6 separate regions of the Mus musculus genome follow, and regions 1, 2, 4, 5 and 6 are each linked to region 3. A link is a contact called in public Hi-C and promoter capture Hi-C data. All regions are on one chromosome and are shown on one strand. Each heading gives the region's core, a stretch centred on a gene start, on an enhancer-like site or on the middle of the called end of the contact. The rest is flanking DNA. Distances are from core to core; before and after follow the strand shown.

What was found. Promoter capture Hi-C pulls out the DNA fragments that hold promoters and counts their contacts. A called contact is a pair of places that touch in the nucleus more often than the background predicts.
Region 1: a contact with region 3 is called in a promoter capture Hi-C map of pre-B cells, with 2.3 times the contacts expected there. The contact joins the promoter of Rabl6 here to the promoter of Agpat2 in region 3. A contact is called at or near these places in 2 of 39 promoter capture datasets (hippocampal neurons and pre-B cells) and 1 of 9 other capture datasets (liver).
Region 2: a contact with region 3 is called in a Hi-C map of liver, with 4 times the contacts expected there. The contact joins the enhancer-like site here to the promoter of Agpat2 in region 3. A contact is called at or near these places in 4 of 39 promoter capture datasets (the 3T3-L1 cell line, liver and pre-B cells), 1 of 484 Hi-C or Micro-C datasets (liver) and 3 of 115 datasets of contacts at active chromatin or transcription factors (cardiomyocytes, heart atrium and large pre-B cells).
Region 4: a Hi-C map of the N1E-115 cell line shows a contact between it and region 3, with 4 times the contacts expected there. The contact joins the promoter of Sardh here to the promoter of Agpat2 in region 3. A contact is called at or near these places in 5 of 39 promoter capture datasets (the C10 cell line, the SN4741 cell line, embryonic stem cells and 2 more), 1 of 15 datasets of contacts at CTCF or cohesin (large pre-B cells), 3 of 484 Hi-C or Micro-C datasets (the N1E-115 cell line, cortical neurons and liver), 2 of 115 datasets of contacts at active chromatin or transcription factors (embryonic stem cells and pancreatic cancer cells) and 2 of 9 other capture datasets (embryonic stem cells and liver).
Region 5: a promoter capture Hi-C map of liver shows a contact between it and region 3, with 2.8 times the contacts expected there. The contact joins the promoter of Brd3os here to the promoter of Agpat2 in region 3. A contact is called at or near these places in 6 of 39 promoter capture datasets (frontonasal cranial neural crest, hippocampal neurons, liver and 2 more).
Region 6: a contact with region 3 is called in a promoter capture Hi-C map of liver, with 4 times the contacts expected there. The contact joins the promoter of Fcna here to the promoter of Agpat2 in region 3. A contact is called at or near these places in 4 of 39 promoter capture datasets (hematopoietic stem and progenitor cells, hippocampal neurons and liver) and 1 of 484 Hi-C or Micro-C datasets (liver).

What each region holds. Positions count from the first base shown.
Region 1 is chr2:25,607,099-25,610,174 of GRCm38.p6, forward strand. It overlaps Rabl6 (RAB, member RAS oncogene family-like 6), which reads right to left and starts at 1,383. Exons shown (of 15, transcript NM_001024616.2): 1 at 1,015-1,383. The coding sequence starts at 1,144. Ccdc183 (coiled-coil domain containing 183) reads right to left here. Exons shown (of 14, transcript NM_029859.1): 11 at 2,527-2,695; 12 at 2,333-2,443; 13 at 2,162-2,258; 14 at 1,531-1,695. The coding sequence ends at 1,577. Fcnaos (a long non-coding RNA gene) reads left to right here and starts at 2,232. Exons shown (of 8, transcript XR_003954003.1): 1 at 2,232-2,371.
Region 2 is chr2:27,210,818-27,213,961 of GRCm38.p6, forward strand. It overlaps Sardh (sarcosine dehydrogenase), which reads right to left. Exons shown (of 21, transcript NM_138665.2): 17 at 194-287. Among named protein-coding and RNA genes, the nearest start is that of Sardh, 35 kb to the right of the region's middle. Within about 2 kb of position 1,599, at least 48 of the 459 cell types and tissues checked have an H3K27ac peak or open chromatin away from gene starts, as enhancers often do. A contact at or near this core is called in heart atrium and liver, where this site is marked.
Region 3 is chr2:26,602,795-26,605,849 of GRCm38.p6, forward strand. Agpat2 (1-acylglycerol-3-phosphate O-acyltransferase 2 (lysophosphatidic acid acyltransferase, beta)) reads right to left here and starts at 1,623. Exons shown (of 6, transcript NM_026212.2): 1 at 1,235-1,623. The coding sequence starts at 1,416.
Region 4 is chr2:27,245,994-27,248,995 of GRCm38.p6, forward strand. Sardh (sarcosine dehydrogenase) reads right to left here and starts at 1,310. Exons shown (of 21, transcript NM_138665.2): 1 at 660-1,310.
Region 5 is chr2:27,440,657-27,443,740 of GRCm38.p6, forward strand. It overlaps Brd3os (bromodomain containing 3, opposite strand), which reads left to right and starts at 1,780. Exons shown (of 2, transcript NM_001360791.1): 1 at 1,780-2,158; 2 at 2,272-3,084. The coding sequence starts at 2,727. The coding sequence ends at 2,981.
Region 6 is chr2:25,626,397-25,629,467 of GRCm38.p6, forward strand. Fcna (ficolin A) reads right to left here and starts at 1,578. Exons shown (of 10, transcript NM_007995.3): 1 at 1,353-1,578; 2 at 1,040-1,153; 3 at 882-935; 4 at 571-606; 5 at 245-280. The coding sequence starts at 1,440. It overlaps Fcnaos (a long non-coding RNA gene), which reads left to right. Exons shown (of 8, transcript XR_003954003.1): 6 at 2,558-2,715.

The DNA of each region.
Region 1 (3,076 bases), core at 133-2,632, 1.0 Mb before region 3:
GAACCCCAGGGCGTGGGTCCAGTGGGTAGTAAGTTTAGAAAGCAAGAAGCTCCTAGTTCAGGCCTAATTTCTAGAATTGGGCTGCAAATTAATACTATATAAAAATAACGAAAGAATCCAAACATAGATTCCAAAGAACACAAACCACTGAATATTTGACTCAATTCTCTTCCTCAGTCAAGAGAAATACAAACTTCCAAGTTAACACACATACACTGTTTGCTTCTAAATTTGCACAAAAAATCCTCCTAGTAAGTTTCATAATGTTACATTATTACCTAAATATCACTGACCCTGTGAGGCACAGCTTACAGTGAACTGTGTGTATGTGCCAGTGCATGTATGTGTGCGCGCACGCGCTTCAAAAATGTTGCAGTATAGAAATAGTTTAGAAGTAAACAATATCAGACCACGACATTGCCCAAGAATCTTTTGATTGTTCAACCTGCAAATGGAAAAACTCTAAAGAGGTCAAGAGAACCGTGTGCTTCTCGCTGCACAACATACATAATTTATAACGAAGGGCAGAGCGGACTTTTCTTCTTGTGGGGTCAGGGATGCAGAGTTAAGAGCCTCTTGAAATTAAAAAAAAAAAAAAAGCATATCCCTTACAAAACAAAAAACAAAAAAACAAAATCAAGGCTCAAGGCCCACAGGCGACCGACTTTCAGGAGCCTCCGACTTTCAGGAGCCTCAAGTGAGAGCAGGCGCGGGGGGCGGAGAGGAGGCAGGCACACGCAGCCCCGCGCGCGCACCCTCGGGTTATGTAATGGTCTCTCTCCGCAGGGTACCCGCGCCAATCAGGGTCCTCCACCGCTGCTCCGCTAGTGTCGCCGCACAGCTGTTCTCTGGAGGTCTCCTGTCAGGTGATGTCCCTCAAGGAACGACCACTACTCAGAACCCAGGGACCCGTCCGCCCCTACCCTCTGATTCTTCCAGACCCTAGTAGGCTGGGTGGCCGCCCCGGGCCCTGCCAGCCGCCCCGGCCTGCCCGACGGCGCGGCCCGCACTCACTGTTATACTGAACCCCCTTAGCGAAGCGCCTCTGCAGCGCCTGGTTCATGGACTGCAGCCCGGCGGGGATGTTCTTGTCCCGGCCTGGGGCCTGCTCCGACCCCACCAGCTTCTTCAACGCGGAGAACATGTTCCTGCTGGACGTGCGAGCCGGGCTGGCCTGCGAGCTCAGCAGCGGCAGCAGCACAGCGCACCCCGCACCATGTCCGGCCGGCCCAGGCTTCCCCCGAGGCCGGAGCGGGCGCGGCCTCGAGCGAGGTTCTGGGGCCTCAGCCTCTGTGGCTCCGCTCCGGCTTCCACGGCCCTCGGCGCGGCAGCCAGGCACCCGTCAGCGCCGCCATCTTGGCGCCGGCGCGGCTACGGGACGCTAAAAGGGACACGTAGCCGCCGCATGCGCAGAGAGCGCACTAGGTCCCGCCCTTTTCTAGCATCTCCACCTCGCCGCCACCAACCCCCTCTGGTCCAACGATCAGCTTCCCGGTCCTCAAGAGTCCCGAGGTTTCTCCTTCCTCTAGTGTAGTTCTGGAAAAATGTTTATTTCTGTACTACAGCCCAGACAGGTTTACTTTTTCTTCTTTTTGGCTCCCTTGAGCTTCGCCTCGATCAGCTGTTGGGCCTGTTTCTTTATCTCCGCCCGCGAAGGGACGTAACTATGGTCCACATCCGCAAACTGGAAGGTTTCTGAACAGGCAAGAAAAGGAGTGGCTGCCACCCTCTTTCCAGAAGCCTCCCACCTCTACCTGTTGGCGTTTGCTGCCATAGGCCATCTCCTGCCGGGAGCTCATTTCAGACATGTATCAATGACTGGAGACCCCTGCCCTAAGTCACCTAAGGCCAGGTGCCAGACAACTAGGATTTGCCAAGATTATCCACACTAGCTGTCCTTATCCTTTCACCCCACCTTGCCTCTGTAGCAGAAATTCTTCTAAAAGTTCGGTCTGGGCTCCCTTCTGGCCCATCCCATGATATACGTCCCTTTTGTCTCAGAAAAAGAAACCTCTGTAACGTCTATCGATTAAAACCTTTCCCTTCAGCGCCCAGTCACCATGTATGCCATCTCTTGTCTTGAGTTCAGACCCTATCTAGTTGCAGCTATTGTTCTTGTCGTCCTTCTCCATCTTCCTGTGGCCGGCATGTAGAGCCTCACCTATCATGTCCTCCTCTGGGTCCTCAAAGGTAATTCTGGTATTATGTTTCTCTTTTAGAGTTGATGACTCCAAGGTGTCCCTCACCTTTGTGTCAACCTGCAGGGCAGCACCCATTATCATCTTGGAGAGCACATGGGCTTTGTGGGGACCCCTCCATGGCCCAGGGTTACCTCCTCATTTCTGGACAACGTTTGCATGCGCTCAGCCAGGTAGATAAGCTTTCCCTCACAATAATCCAGCTTGCCGTACACATCAAGAGTGTTAGAGACTGCTATTTCTTTCTGTGGGTCAGAGGAGCAGCTGGTTTTCCTGTGGTCCCACACAGGGACCCTGTACACAGCATCTCCTCCCCGGGGGCTGATACCTGGAAGGTTGGCAAGGTGATGCCGATGAGCCGGATGTAGAGGTTGTCAATACCTGTCTGGATGACCAGCAGCAGCTGCTGGCCCTTATTCATGTTGTTTTGGGCCTGCTTGAGTCTTGCTTCTTCCTCTTCTAGCATGTTCTTCATCTTCTTCTGGATAGAGTTAAAGCTATGGGGGAGGTAAGCACAGCAGTGAGGAGGAGGAGGGCACAGCAGTGAGGAGGAGAAGGAGGGCACAGCAGTGAGGAGGAGAAGGAGGGCACAGCAGTGAGGAGGAGGAGGAGGTGGGCACAGCAGTGAGGAGGAGGAGGTGGGCACAGCAGTGAGGGGGAGGTGGGCACAGCAGTGAGGAGGAGGAGGAGGTGGGCACAGCAGTGAGGAGGAGGAGGTGGGCACAGCAGTGAGGGGGAGGTGGGCACAGCAGTGAGGGGGAGGTGGGCACAGCAGTGAGGGGGAGGGTGGGCACAGCAGTGAGGAGGAGGAGGGCACAGCAGTGAGGAGGAGGGCACAGCACTGAGGGGGAGGAGGGCACAGCAGTGAGGGGGAGGTG
Region 2 (3,144 bases), core at 349-2,848, 610 kb after region 3:
GCCATCATGCCTCTCTGAGCTCCCTCCTGGGTCAGGCTGGCTGCCAGCATCTCTGACAGACCTTGGGAGTTGAGGCCCAGGGAGATAAAGAGACTTGCCCGAAAGTACCAGACTCCCAGGCCCACCCAACCTTTGCTAAAAGTTGCCGCCACCACACTCCAGCCCCCAGAGGCTGACGGTCACTGCTACCTACCAGGTGCCCGGCGGCTCTCACCAGCTGGTGGGTGGAGAAGGGGAAGGCCTCGTTGCTCAGGTCAGCATCAAGCACATCCTGCAGGATGTCACGGCTGTGAACAAGAACAGAGTCTGTGAGTCACAACCTCAGGTGTTCCTGGCCAGTGAGCCAATACCAGCGGGAGGAAGACAATAAATCTAGACGACCTGGTAGGGACAGGCTACAAGTGCCACCATATGAGAAAGCCACCTTCCTGTGGGCTGTCAGGGAAGCCGGGCTATAGGTGAGTTCTCGCTACAGGATGGTCAACTAAAATAGAGTTATTCAACTACCAAGCACCCTGGATCCCACCTGAGTCACAATGGTGGTCACTGCGAGGAACTGGCAATTGTGCCTCTGTTTTATATAGCAGAGTCAAAGGTCAAGCTGTGGTGAGTAGACAGGACTCAGCAGGGAGCATAGGACACTGTACTGCTCCTCCACCTCCATTACCACCACCACTGCTGTCACTGCCACCACCACCATCACCTGGTGCATCCCCCAACCAAACCCAAGAGTCCTGCCTGCAGTGGGTCTCAGCCTCACAGGAGTCACAAGGAGGCAGAGAGATTAGAGTCCCAGCCTGGTGGACAAGAGAACAGGGCCATACCTAGTGCTCATGGCTGGGTGTCCTTACAGCACTGGACGCATCTTCTTCAAACCATATCACATCACAGTGAGTCCTACTGTCATGTCCACTGTTTTTCTAAACCACATCACGCTCCGTCCTCACATGTCCATTGCTACTCTGAGCTGTGCCGTTGAGGTACATTCTATTGTTCTGCACCAGCCTCAGCCAGTCTCCCTCTCTCACCTCCCTACTCTGCTGCAGCCCAGCTCAGGCCCTGCTGCTGTGAAACAGACAAGATCCTGCAGGCCCACGCCCCAAGCCCACCTACCACAAGCCCACACACCCCCTCCCAGGTCACCTCTCCTGTGTCCCTCCATTCTCCAGCCCTGCTCCTTGTCATATTTGACCCTCTGTCACCCTTCAGCTCTTGACCCATCCAGTAGTCACCTCCTCTAGGCAGTGCCCCTGGATTCCCTCCCCAGGGGTCCCTGTGTGACTACAGAGGTGTCTGCCATTTTTCTCTCTCTTTGCTGTGCCCAGCCCTCTAAGCCAGGGCAATAGGACCCTACACCGCCTACTGCTTGAACACAGTTATCTGGCGAGTGATGCCAACTGCAAGCCTCTGGGCTCAACACAGGCAGAAGAGCAAGTACCCTAGGCCTGGAGACACGCCCACTTCTAACCATAAGGGGTCCCAGGGGGCTGCAGCAAGTGCTCAGAAGTGCAGCCAGCCCAAATCCCCACCCCACAGAGCTGGGAGCTGCCACCCACGCCCGCCTGAGGTGCTCAGCCACTGCCTTCTGCCAAGATCCTTATGTAACCCCAGCCCCACGTGGTGTTAGCCCTAGAGGTTCAGCTCTGCTCTGCTGCCTCCAGACCTCCTAGAACCCAGGCTCCCACAGCCCCGGGGGCAGCCACACAGCAGAGAGGTAGTCTGGCAGAATACAGAGCTGTGTTTTCTTCCTCATGAGGCATAGATGCCACTACATACAGCCTCTAAAGTGGGGCTTGAAGGACTGTGACGAAGGCTGGGGTGTCAGCCCCAGAGGACAGCCACCCAGGTCTGCCAAGGTTATAGTCCTTCATTGGAGAACAGGTGGCCTGGGGAAAGAGTCCAGCTGGAGTCCTAGGGGCCAGTCCCAGCACCTCCTGGGCCTTGGCTGTGGCTGCCAAGTGGAGCTTTAGAGAACCCTCATAGAATCACAAAACCATGTATCTAGCACCTGGGGCTCATGCTGAGTGACAATTGTGGCCATCCCACATAGCTCTGTCTGCCCCCAGCAACTATAGGAGGCTGTATGAACTGAATGAAGCTCATCAACTTGAGAAATGCAGCAGACAGAGGGGTCAAGAGCCAAGTGAAGGCTCGGCAGCTGCTGTACAGTACCTCCCAGAACCCAGGTGCTGTGCTAAGTGCTCCCCACGTAGCTTAGGAACTAGGCCTGTTCGATTTGAGCTAGTGACATTACTAATTATATGGGAAACAGGAGAGAGCCTTCTGGAAGAGGTGAGAAAGAGGTTGGAGAGTGGGGAGCTGCCAGCCTGGAGGCTGCCCCCAGCTGCTCCCTGGGGCTGCATCTTGATCAGACTGCCTGGTATCCTCACTCCTTCCATCTCGCTTCACCCACTGGCCTCCCTTACTCTAAAAATAGCCTGTTCCTGTCCAAGGTCAGCATGCAATGAAGCTGGAGTCTCCTTTGGGCCAGGAAGGGCCTCTAATGCAGCAGGTAGAACTCCACTCCTTCAGGTTGACATATGGGCTTCCCCCCACCCAGGAGGAGTATTGAAAGCCATGCCCACAGCACCACTGGCCCCTGCAGCCAGATGCTAAGCCCTCTAAATTCTGGAGTAAATGGTTTTCGTGCCCCCACCGGTTGCAGTGCTGTCCACAACACCTGCCACTCCCTCTTCCTGGCCTCCCTGAAGGCTCAGCAAAGACTTGTTTTACCTGGTGCCTCTCCTGCTCTCAGAGCAGTGGGCAGGATCTGGACTCAGCAAGAAGTAACTAGTTTGGTCAACCCCAAGGTGCCAGGGTAGGGTCTAAGCACACTAGCCAGAGTCCCAGCAGGATACCCAGGGAGGAAGAGATGTCACCAAACAACCAAGTTTGTCATACTGGTCCCCTGGGGCCCCTACCCCCAAGAAGTGACTCCCTTCTTCCCTGTCTCTCCCTTCTTCTACTTCCCATCTAGGCTCAGGGGCTCCACCAAGCACCAAGCACGGGTCCGTCTCTGGGCAGCACATGGCAGGCCCTGCTGGTTAACCAAGGTGTAGCTCCTCACGACGGTTTGACTTGGCGACTAGTGTGTTGATGAGGATATGAGAACACCTGAAAGGTCAAGAGGCTTCCCATGTCCTT
Region 3 (3,055 bases), core at 373-2,872:
ATCTGCAACCCAAGCTTGGCTGGCCTAGGCCAGGGAGGCACGAGATGGGGATGAGTCCATATGTGGACTGAGCAAGCCTCCACCTCCTAGCTAGTCAATCCCTTTCTTTTCCACTCACCCCTCTCTACGGTCATCCCTGGAGGATGTCATGCTTGCAATACTCCAAGGGCCCTGCTGTTCCTATCTCAACTCATCGCCTTATGAGGATTTAAGACAGGAACCCTAAGACAGGGTGGGGAGGTGGGGAGCAGGCCTCCCCACCCTGTTCTATGCACCGTGAAAAGTGCATAGCTAGGGCACCCTTGTCTTCTGTGCAAGGGTCTCCTCTGCATGTCTGCTCCCTGGGACACTGGATAGTCACTATAAGCACCTGAGAAATGAGGGCTGGGACCCACAAAATATGGCTGGTCAGGACAGCATCCTAACCCCAAAGACGACCAGATACAGCCGAGAGTCAGGAAACCATCATTCACAGTCCTTGTAACTACCGCGGGGGAGGAGGGGCTTCAGGGGCACAAGGTCCGAAACACCCAGGCAAGGCCAAGGCCAGGACATTGCAAAACCCACCCTCTCAGCAGTCCAAATGGGGCAGAAAGAAATGTAGCAACAGTCTCCTGGGAGTGTGGACAGGGAGAAAGGACTAGAGGCTTTTTCTCTCGGGCAGCCCCCATTGCAGGACAACCTAGCCTGATCTCCATACCTGTACCTTTTGCTTGTCCACTAAGCTTCCCTGCTCTGGGAGATGGGCAGAGGAGGATTCTGGCCACAGCCTCCTTCCTTTATTGCTAGCAAGCCAGGTCCAAAGACAGTTCGGCCCCCACCCCCCAGAAGAGGAAGTTAATGACAAGGAGAACCTGTGGCTACAACCTGGGCACAGGTGTCTTCTAACCGGCAGAGAGGTGGAAGCACGGACCGGAAGCCTGGCTAGGCTTCGGTTTCCCTGCTGGTGAAAGTGGGATTGGGCCTGTCCCACCTTCGCTCGGCCCCCTCCCTCTCCCAAAGCTAGCGGCGCGCGCAAACCCGACACTCCACGCTGCGCGCAGGGGGCGCCGCAGGGCCGAGCCCTACAAGCGGCGCACATCGTGACACGCGCCCCTGGGACGGGAAGCCGCGTCGTCGGAGGCTCCGGACCGTGGGGACGGCGGGGCGGGCGGGGCAGGAAGGAAAGAACGCGAGGAGCTCAGAAGTTAGGAAAGCGGAAGCGCGCGCCCATCCCGGCGTCCGGCCCCCTTGCCTCATGTTATCCACGGTGCGGCCGCCGTGGCGCAGCAGGCAGACGATCGAGGCCGCGGCGGAGAAGGACAGGCAGAGCACGCAGTAGAGACCGACCTTGGCGTAGAACCTGGCTGTGCGGCTCAGCTGCACAAGCAGCAACAGCAGCAGCAGCGCCGCCGTCAGCCATGGCCACGGGTCCATGGCGGCCGCACCCCAGCCCCGACGGCGCCGCCGCCCTCCACCCGCCGCCCGCGCCCCTTTTGAGGAGCGCCGAGGGTAGAGGGCGGGCCAGGCTGGAAGCCCAGAGCTAGGTGCGGCCGTCCCGCCCTGTTCCCGCCCCTCCGGGCCTGGCCCTGCCGGGGGGCATCGCGCCCCGCTCCGCCCCGCCGCGTCCTGGACGCGGACCCCGCCTCCCTCGGCCCTTCGGGTGTCACCCTCTCCGCCCCGCCCCTCCCTGCCACCCTGCCCCTTGCGGCAGGACATTGAGGTTCCCTCACTCGTCCCGCGGCTCCCATCTCTGAGCTGCCGGGTGGCCTGGGCTCTGGCGTTGCCTCCCACGCCCCTGCACCGGGGCTTGCGGCCACAAGTCCCCAGCCTGGCACCGCAGCTCCCTAAGGGTGTGCAACCGACCTAAGACGTGCCCATTATGCCAGTCTTGTCACCACACAAAGGACCATTGACCGGCTACTGAGTGACCAATGGTTACCTGACTAGGCCACCTGGCTGGTGGCCTGGGCCCTTTAGGTTCCCTTGAGCAGGGAGACTGAAGCCCTATTCCCATGATGCAACGAGCTGGGGGAGGCAGAAGGAGTAGTGAGAGTTTTGGAGTGGGGGTGTCTCTGGGGTAATGTGGCACCGGGGACCTTCTGATGCCCGGCCAGCAGTGTGGATCAGGCGATTGTGTTCCCATGCGCACTGTGTTCTAACCGCCAGCCTGTAGTTGGTGCTCACTGGGACACTTGTAGTAAGAAGCCTTGGGCTTGCAGGCCAGCCATATACATCCTTCCTGATCATGTTCTCAGAGCAGATGTCAGTGACAAAATGCATCTAGCTTCTTTTTTGGTGAGGTTGGTCTGCACCTAGGTGTGGAACTCAGCGATGGCTGTAGATATTAATGTGCCCACAGGCTCCCCTATATCCAGGCATTCTGAGAGAATCTCTGGTTTTCTCAGATCCGGAGAGATGATAATTTTAATATCTACCTATATAACTGTGCTTAGCTTTTTTTTTTTTTTTTAGACTTATTTTATGTATGCGAGTACACTGTAGCTATAGGTTGTGAGCCTTCATGTGGTTGTTGGGAATTGAATTTTTAGGACCCCTGCTCGCTCCGGTTAGCCCACTCAACTCTGGTCAACTCTGCTCCCTCAATCCCTGCTTGTACACCAGAAGACGGTGTCAGATCTCATTACCGGTGGTTGTGAGCCACCATGTGGTTATTGGGGCTTGAACTCAGGACCTTCGGAAAAGCAGTCAATGCTCTTACCGGCTGAGCCATTTCGCCAGCCCTGTGCTTAGCTTTTAAAGCAGGGCCAAAGCTGTGCCAGGGTGGGTAAGGAACCACCAGGAGTCACTCCAGCTTCAGGCTTCTGTGCTCATGAGGTTGCAGGCAGGGTGAGCTGCAGGGTTTCAGCTTCTCTGGTAGAAGACCCAGATATGCTTGGAGAGAAGGGGGGGGGGGAGAGGGGTGCTACGGGGCTGCTAGGATCCCAGCTGAGATCTCCAAGGCATCAGGTCCTCACAGCTCTGCAGCCCCCTCAGGAATGTATGCTGAGTCCTTCCTGCCTTTTAATTCTAACCAACCTGGTGTCCTTTTTATTTATTCATTTAGCGTATTGGT
Region 4 (3,002 bases), core at 60-2,559, 640 kb after region 3:
TCCTCCCAGACCAGGGAAGAAAGAAAGATGCCTCCAAGGGATCTCTCACGCTCTTTCCTGGGATCAGCAGTCAAAGCAAAGGCTTTGGCTGAGTGGGGCTGGCTTCTTTAGTATTAAAGACTGTTACTTGGGAACTCAGTGTCTAGTTAACCGAGAAAGTCGCTTTCATCATCCACTGTGGGTGACAAGCTCTGTGTATTAACTCACTCCCACAGACTGGGCTGGCTCCCCTGACTTTTGTCTCCACTTTAGGGACGAGACTGAAGTAAGGGAAGCGTCTGTCATGGGCCTCTGTTTGGCCGCACTGAACAAACTGCGCTGTGATCTGAAAGCCAAATACTCCCCTGTTCCCTCCCAGCCTGCAGATTGGGACCCTCGGTGTCACCATGTCCCACTTGTGACCACGGTGAACCCTCACTGAGCACAGTAGGGTTAAGAATGGGTCAGAGTCAAGCCACCCACCTCGGTACCCGACTCCAAGGGGTCTATACTCTGAGCAACCTCTGGAGTGGGGAGGGGTTGGATTTTCAGGCAGGAGCTGTCCTTGTCCTTACAGTCTCTTGAGCCATCCCCATCCCTACAGTGACAGCTGTCAAGTCTTCTGTGGTTTCCATGAATGAGACAGGAAGGTATTCCTGTCAGCAGGGATCTATACATACCTTAGTCTTTCAATGGGTTCCTTGGTCTTCCAGAAGCTCCTGAGAGGTTCCTAGCAAGGAAAAGTCAGCATGATATGGATCCAATCGGGGCTCTGCAAGTCCAAACAGTGCCTCTACCTTAGGACACCATGCCAGGCACTGCATACATGCCAGAGGAGCCTCCTTCCTCTGCAAACTATGCCCAGTGCCAATGCTGCTGGCCCAAGGAGCTGCCACGTGCTCCTTCCTTGCCAGCCCAGCTAGTCAGAGCAGGGGTGGGGGGTGGGGCAGCCAGGCCCCCAGCCTGCTCCTCCTCCTTCAGAACAGGTACTTCATTAACCTGCCCTCTGGCCTCTGCAGCTCTCTCCCTCAGCTTTCCAAGGGCCAGGGCACAGGACACAGGGAATGAGAACTCAGTCACAGACCTGAGGCCTCAGACACAGGGCCCTTTTTTAAGGCAGCACTAGAAGGGTATGAGAAAGAGCCCAAGAGGGGAAGACACTCTGCAGAGCCCTCTCATAAGGGACCCCCCCTCCTGCCCTCCCACAGTTATCCATGGCCGTCCCATCTACTCCACGGTCTTTCAACCAGAAGAAGAGGGAGGTCCCAGCTAGCAAGCAGCTAGCTCCAACCCTGCCCATGAAGGGGCTGTCGGGGACACTGCCCCTCCCTTCTTTCCCAGGCTGCATCTGGGTCTAGCTGAACAAGCCACCCACTCCCTTGCTGCTGGTCCGGACTACAACCGGGGCAGGAATGTTCCTCCCACCACCCCAGCTTCCTGGACAACCCAGCTGGGACAGCTGCCAAGTGGGCAGTTCTCCTGGCTGGCCAGCAGAGAAGGACTGTGAAACCAGAGCCCAGCTCTGTGGATGACCTCTTTCTCGTATTTCCTTCCTCATCTCTAATCCAGGGGTCTCCATACTGCTGTGATGACCCTGGGCATCCTGCCTTCCCAACCTTGCCTACCCTGGTTCCCCACCCCCGAAGCCAGCTCCATCTGTAGTTGGCTGTGTAGGTAGACTTGAGGCCCCTGGTGAGATCATCTTGGCACTAGTCTATGTTTCCAACCCCAGCTTGCTCACTCCTGGGATCAGACAGGCTATGGAGGAAGTCAGGCAGCTGCCCATAGTCTGTGCCCATTCCAGGTGTATGTTTCAAAACCTCTGGATATCCAAAGAATCAGAGGAGGTACTAGAGATGGGGTGCTGGAATTCACAACTAGATACTTTTACTGGCACAGAGCTGTCCATCTATGTGCCTTGCTGTCAGCTTGTCTCTAACGTACATTTACTGAGCACCTACTGCATACAAAGTAGCTCCTGGGAACCCAGGTCTGGCATCCAGGGGCTTATGAACCAGAAAGCAAAGATGGAGGGAGGGGCCCCCTCATGGCTGCCCACGGAGCTGCTCATTTCAGAAAGGGAGCAGAAACTTTCTGGTTAACCACTGTTGCCAAAGGTCTCAATCTCTGCCTTGAGGCTGGTTGCTGGCCCCACCAGCATGAGACTTCTTCGGGACAATGTGGGATCCCGAGATAAGGGACCCCTGACCTGCCCACGTGTAGCTTATCCCAACAAACCCAAACAAAACTGAGGTCAGGCTCTGCTCACCAGACAAGCTGACTAGAGAGAAGGAGGTAAAAACCTTGCCTAAGCCTTCTTCTGTGTCCCAGCCTCCGTGGTGTGTGAGGGACAGACACCTAGTTAATATAGCCCTGGGGCAATGGCTGGGCCAGGCAAACTCTAACAGTTGCATAATCACCAGGACTTTGGACAGGGGTGGTGGCTGCAGGCTGGGACTGGTGGCTGGTCAGCACTGTAGGAGTTGTTGTTGACCCCAGCATGTTATCCTGCGCAGGTCAAGGAGAGGGAGGCTGTGCCCATGAGTGCTGAAGGGCACAGCTCATATCCAGGGTCTAAAGGGCAAGGTCCTTCTGACACTGGCATGGATGTAGGCTGCTCTCCTCATCTCTCCTGCCACCAGGCAGAATTGTGGTCCAACCTACCCTATCCCATCCTCCACCCCGCCCTACTCCCACAATCCCATTCCACCTTATTCCCCCTTTGTTAGACTAGAGTCACAGAACTTATGGAGTGTCTAAGGGGATTTATTGTAACGACTTACAGTCTGCAGTCCAACTAACCCAACAATGGGCAGCTGCGAATGGGAAGTCCAAGAATCTAGTAGTTGCTCAGTTCCAGGAGGCTGGATGTTTCTGTTGGTCTTCTGTGTAAGCTGGAATCCTGAAGAAGCAGGTTCCAACAGATGTGCTAGCAAATAATTGCAAGCAGGCGAAGAAGAGTGAGTCTTTCTTCTCCCAATGTCCTTATGTAGGCCTCCAGCAGAAGATTTGGCTCGGATTAA
Region 5 (3,084 bases), core at 530-3,029, 840 kb after region 3:
GTGGTGGTACATGTCTTTAATCTCAGTGCTCAGGAGGCACGAGACAGGCAGATCTCTGTGAGTTTGAGGACAGCCTGATCGACAAATCGAGTCCAGGACAGTCAGGGCTGTTACACTGAGAAACCATATCTTGAAAAATAAAACAAAACAAAACAAAACAAAACAACAACAAAATGGTATTCTGTACTTTGGTTTTGTTTTGGGGCTGTCCATGGTGTCAATATTCTTTTTTCTTTTCTCTCTCTTATCTTTTTGAGATAAGGTCTTGCTAGGTAGCCTTGGTTGATCTGAAACTCATTGACTAGACTAAGCTGGCCTCAAACTCAGAGATCTGCCTGCCTCTGCCTCGAAAATTCCTGCCACCACCATCCCACCCTGCTCCTTTTCCAACACCCACTGATGTCAATATTCTTAACTGGCATCGGACTAAAGTGTGAAAATAGAACTTATGCAGAAAAATGATGGACACGGGGTCACAGTGTTTGGTCGGGTGTAATAGGAGTGTATGCTGAATTTTCCTGGGGCTTTAGGACAATTCAAATGAGCAGTATGTGGAATGGCGGAATTTCGCAGCTACTTTTGAAATGATGCATCCCACACCACATTAAATAAATTGAAAACAAATGTGCCCATCATCTGAGTGGGATGTCAATAATAACAGCAATAGGTCTGAGAAGGAAACTGCACAAAGAAAATAAGGACTGAAGACAAAGCTTAGCCTTAGAGCACTTGCCTAACATGCCCAAGGCCGTGGCGTCAAACTCCAGACCACAAAAGCTCCAACCCAAACATAAAATTAATCCCAGCACTGTGGGAAGCAGAGGCAGGTGGATTTCTGAGTTCGAGGCCAGCCTGGTCTACAAAGTGAGTTCCAGGGCAGCCAGGGCTATACAGAGAAACTCTGTCTCGAAAAAACAAAAAAAGAAAGAAAGAAAGAGAGAGACGGAGGGAGGGAGGGAGGGAGGGAGGGAGGGAGGGAGGGAGAGAGAGAGAGAGAGAGAGAGAGAGAGAGAGAGAGAGAGAGAGAGAGAAAGAAAGAAAGAAAGAAAGAAAGAAAGAAAGAAAGAAAGAAAGAAAGAAAGAAAGAAAGAAAGAAAGAAAACCTCAGAAACCATGTTAGGATCGAGAACTGGGAAGGTGCCTAATGCTAACTCCTAATCCCTCTTCAGCATCTCCTCCAGGTTTCCTAGCCGCTCCTCACCCTCCATGCTCCTCCTTACAATGCCCCCAAGCTCTTCTCCCCAGCTCTTAGCCCCATCTCCCTCCCAGTCCTGACTCCAGAGTGTCTTCCCCAGGCTCCTTTTCTATCCTGGCTTCTCCCTTTGTGTTTACCACCCCCTCCACTCTGCAATGCCCACTCTGCTTCCCCCAAACGCCTCTTCTTCCTCTGCCTCTTCAGGCTCCTCCTCTCAATCCTCATCCTCTCCTCCCTAGCTCTGTCTTCTCCTAGCATTCCTTTCATGCTCCCCCCTCCAGAGCCTCCCCATCTCCTAGATTCTTCCCCCACTACACACTCCCAAATTTCTCGGGATCCTCCTCTCTCTCCACTCTCTCCTTATCCTGGATCTCGCTCTGCCTCTTTCTCCGGCTCCTCCTCTCTTCAAGCTCCTCCCCTCTCCCTTTTCTCTGGATCTCCTCCTCCCCCTATTCTCTCCGCCCCCTAACCTAAGTTCTCTCCAAGCTCCCCCTCCCACTCCAGTCCTTCCCCTTTCCTTCCCCACCGCCCTCTGGACGCTCCTCCTCTCCCTCTAGGTCTTTGGCCCCGCCCACAGAATGATCGATGTGTCCGTCTGCAGGCTGGTCCTCGGTGCTCGGCTCGCCACGCCTGCGACGCTGCCATGGAGACGTAGCCGCGGCCTCCTGGCTCTGCCCGGGACCTGGATCCCTTGCGTCAGCAGGCCCACGCGTGTCCGCGAGCGCCGGTGGCAAAGTCTGCTTCGCTGGAGCATCCGGGCAAGCGGTGACTTTGCTGGCCGCTGGGGCGTAGGGCTCGCATCCTTCCTCCTTCCAGTAGCTCTCTACTCCATAGCTGAGGACCGCTTCTCTCACCAGCGGAGAGGAGACCCTGGGACCGCCAACCGTCTGTGGGTTATTAAGGGACCTGCGATTGTCCATCCGCCTCATCCTTCCGCTCAGCTCAGCTCAGCAAGCTGCATCCGTGAGTAACCTCGCTTGAACACTCTGGCCCATAGAGGCTGCTCCTGGTGGTGAGGCCCATGCTGGGCCTGTCCCCGACTCCCCTCCCCTTCCGACAGTTTCTTCCCTTTGTAGTGTCACCCTTGGTAAGAGTGGAAGACTGGCTAGAAGAAAGGACCTGAACCAACGCTTAGTCCACATCCCCATTGTGTTTTGAGCGGGGTGGACAGGCCAGCCCCTGCTGCAGACACCCTGGATACATCTCTTTGAGCTCAGCAGTATTGCAGCGGCAGTGGACACCTGATAAGCTTCCCAGGAGTGGTGTGGAGTCACTGTCAACACTAGAGCACTTTGTCTGGAATGGCTCTCACGTGGCTCCTGAATGGTCAGAGATGTGTCTTGGATTCTCCTGCCCTCCTGAGGATCTTGCCTATGGAAGGTCTAAGTTACCTACTTTCACTATTAAGTTGAACAAGGACTCCCAAACCCAACAGCCATCAAGGTTGTTGGCCAACTAGTTACAAAGCACAGCAGCCGGCTGTTCCTGGCCTAGGAGGAAAGCCAGGTGTGCAGGACGCTGGGCCTGTGGGATGAGTGGGCGAGTCCCGCTGGCAGAAAAGGCCCTGTCAGAATCCTATGCCCGCCTCCGGTACAGGGATACGTCCTTGCTCATTTGGCAACAAGAGCAGCAGAAGTTGGAGTCTGTACCACCTAGTACATACCTGAGCAGAAGCCGCAGCATGTGGTACTCCCAGTATGGAAATGAGGCCATCTTAGTTCGAGACAAAAACCAGCTTGGGGTCTCTAGGGACACTGGCCAGTCTAAGTTTTGCTCAATCATGTAATTCCAGGGAGAAGACCCTTGATGGCCATGAAGATCAAGCCGTGGTATAAAAACGCAACACCCAAGAATGTCATCCAACACTTTATTAGGGGCACAACAGGTAC
Region 6 (3,071 bases), core at 328-2,827, 980 kb before region 3:
GCTAAAGAGCCCAGCACACCCATCCTGGCTGGCCCCATTAGGCTCCTTTGTGTTTGGCTGCTGTTATGCATTGTCCTGTCTGTGACTATACCCAGAGTTGGGATAGGTCAGGGTGCTGGCTGGGAGGCTGGCTGGGCCCACAGATGCTTCATGCTACTTCAGCCCCCGAAGCTCACTCTTCTTCACTCACAACCAGAGGGTAAAGACACTGGAAACGTTAGAAGAGACTATGGGATGTACTTACCCAGAGATGGCGCAGCTCCTGTATCGCCTTTCTCCCCTGGAGGAATACAGCATACTAGCCTTGTCCCAGAGCTGGAATCCTGCCACATCCTCTCCTGTACCCCTCCCAGCTTCCAGCCTCTCCCCTAGTCTGTGAGCCCCCAACATTCTGATATGCATAATGATCCGGGGAGACTTTGGGGACCCCTGAAGTAGTGCTTCTGGGAACACCCACCTTTCTTTGTATTCAAGACTCCCCTTAAGCCAACAAGACCCTAATCCCATATTGCTCCATGTGGAGCTGTCCTTCCTGGTCCCTTCCTAAGGAGACTTGTTTACTAGGCTCACCTTTAACTCCCGGGGGCCCCATGGTTCCTGGCTCTCCTGTAGACAGAAGGGGCATTCTTACAGTGCTGGTTCTTTTTCACTTCAGTGTGTGTGTGTGTGTGTGTGTGTGTGTGTGTGTGTATCCACCTATGTGTCCATCCATGCGAGCAGAACTTGTAGGAGAGAGATCTGAATGCCCAGCCTGTAGGAAGGGGGCAGGCATGCATCTGGACATAGGGGAGGATGGTGTGTGGGCTCAGGTGCTACTGGCACCACTCTCAAGACCTGTCTGGATCTTAGGCAGATAGACCCATGTGAGAATTCCCTCTTACCTTTGCTGCCGGCAGGTCCCATCTTTCCTGGGCTGCCCTGAAAGCCCCGTTCTCCTGTAAACACAAGGACTAAACTGGATCTCATCTCCTAGGTAGGATTGGAGGGAGCTGGGCCAAGGGGAGGCTAAGGGGAATCCCTCTCCCATCCAGATTGCTACCTCTTCCAGCAGGGCTTCCAGGCTCCCCTTTGGGCCCAGGTGGGCCAGGAAAGCCAGGGCAACTTTGGATGACAACCACCTTGTCCTGGGCCCCCAGACCTACGACCTTAACATCTGCATAGAAAAAAAAAAAAGAGGGGTGGCTTTGGAGCAGCATTGAAAACCACAGCTCTCCGTACCCACTAGCATTCATGCAGCCTGTCTCTGGATGTGTTTTCAGGCTGCCCTTCTAAAATGTCCCATCTCCTGCTGCCACATGTGCAGGCATATGCAGGTATGTGTGTGCCCACACTTCTGAGCAGACCCCTCTCACCTGGACAGGCACCTCTCTCCTGACCCAGGGCCTGGGAGGGACAGAGACAGAGCAGTCCTGAAAAGGCCCACAGCGTAGGCCACTGCATTGCTCTGGGTACAGCAGCCACTCCTTGACTCCCTGGCTCTGGACGGAGGCTGAGGCACTGATGAACGAAGTGAAGACCCTCACTGCCTGGATTCCTCACGGCTCAGCTTTTTCTCCTGAGAAGGAGTGCAAGTTAAAACCAGGCACACTTCCTGTGTGTCACCAGATGGCCAGCGCCACACCCAGCAGTTCCCTGTAGCACATGAGTACAGTACTCACACACTCAGCACACTTTCCCAGTCAGCACTGGGGATTCGGGGCATGAGGACACCACCTCCTTCTCTTCCTTCTCCACCTTCCTCTTCCTCCTCTACCTTCCTCTTCTGCTTCTCTCCAAAGAATAGATTCCCAAAGAACTAGCTCAGAAAGGCAAGGCTGGCCAAAGGCGCCTACTGAGCTCCCAGAGCCAAATGCTGAACCTCTCAGCCTCCCATCCATGGATAGCAGACAGAAGAAGCCTTCCTGAGAGAGTGTGAGGCACTGGCTGGGCCATGAAAGAGCTGAGCCTGGCCCTCCAAGCCAGCAGAACCCTCGTTCTCACTACCCTGCCTACATCCTTTTTTTTTTTTTTTTTAGATTTATTTATTTTATGTATATGAGTGCTCTATTTGCATGTACACCTGGATGCCAGAAGAGGGCATCAGATCCCATTACAGATGATTGTGAGCCACCACATGGTTTCTGGATATTGAACTCAGGACCTCTGGAAGAGCAGGCAGTGCTCTTAACCTCTGAGCCATCTCTCCAGTCCTGCCCTGTATACCTTAATACCTACCTACTGCAAAGTCTGGCATCGGCCTGGCTAGGGTTTATAGTGAGCAGGGAATCCATAGGGACCTGAGTGCCTGCAGGCCAGACTAGGCCAGCTATGCTCCCCCATTCCTTCCCCAGCACGCCTCCAGGCTGCTGACCTCCCTCTGTCCCTCCAGGCCGCTGACCTCCCTCTGTCCCTCCAGGCTGCTGACCTCCCTCTGTCCCTCCAGGCCACTGACCTCCCTCTGTCCCTCCAGGTCGCTGACCTCCCTCTGTCCCTCCAGGCTGCTGACCTCCCTCTGTCCCTCTAGGCTGCTGACCTCCCTCTGTCCCTCCAGGCTGCTGACCTCCCTCTGTCCCTCCAGGCTGCTGACCTCCCTCTGTCCTCACTGGCACCAGTTCCTACAGGAAGTGCTCTTTCCTGCCCCAGGCCTGAACCCTGAGGTTCATCGGAGTAGCCAGCTCTCTAACAGCAATGGCTTCCCCCATCTCCAACTGCAGCAAGCTGAGCACAGCCCAGGCGGTAGGTGTTTTAAAAATAACAAGTCTAGGGATGTAAATGAATAAAATAATTCATTAAAAAATGTTAAACCTAAAAGAGTCTAACTTTTCCAGCGTTATCCCCTTTCAGCCAACTTTACACCTGCATCATTTTTTTTTTAGATTTTATTTTTATTTCTGTTTAAAGATTATTACTTTATGCGTAATGGGTGTTTTGCCTGCACATATGTCTGTGTACTAACTGCATGCCTAGTGTCCATGGAGGCCAGAAGAGGGTGTTGCATCCCTTAGAGCTGGAGTTTACAGGATGGTTGTGAGCCTCTATGAGGGGGCTGGCAATTGAATCCTGGTCCTCTGGAGGAGCAGCCAGTGCTCAGC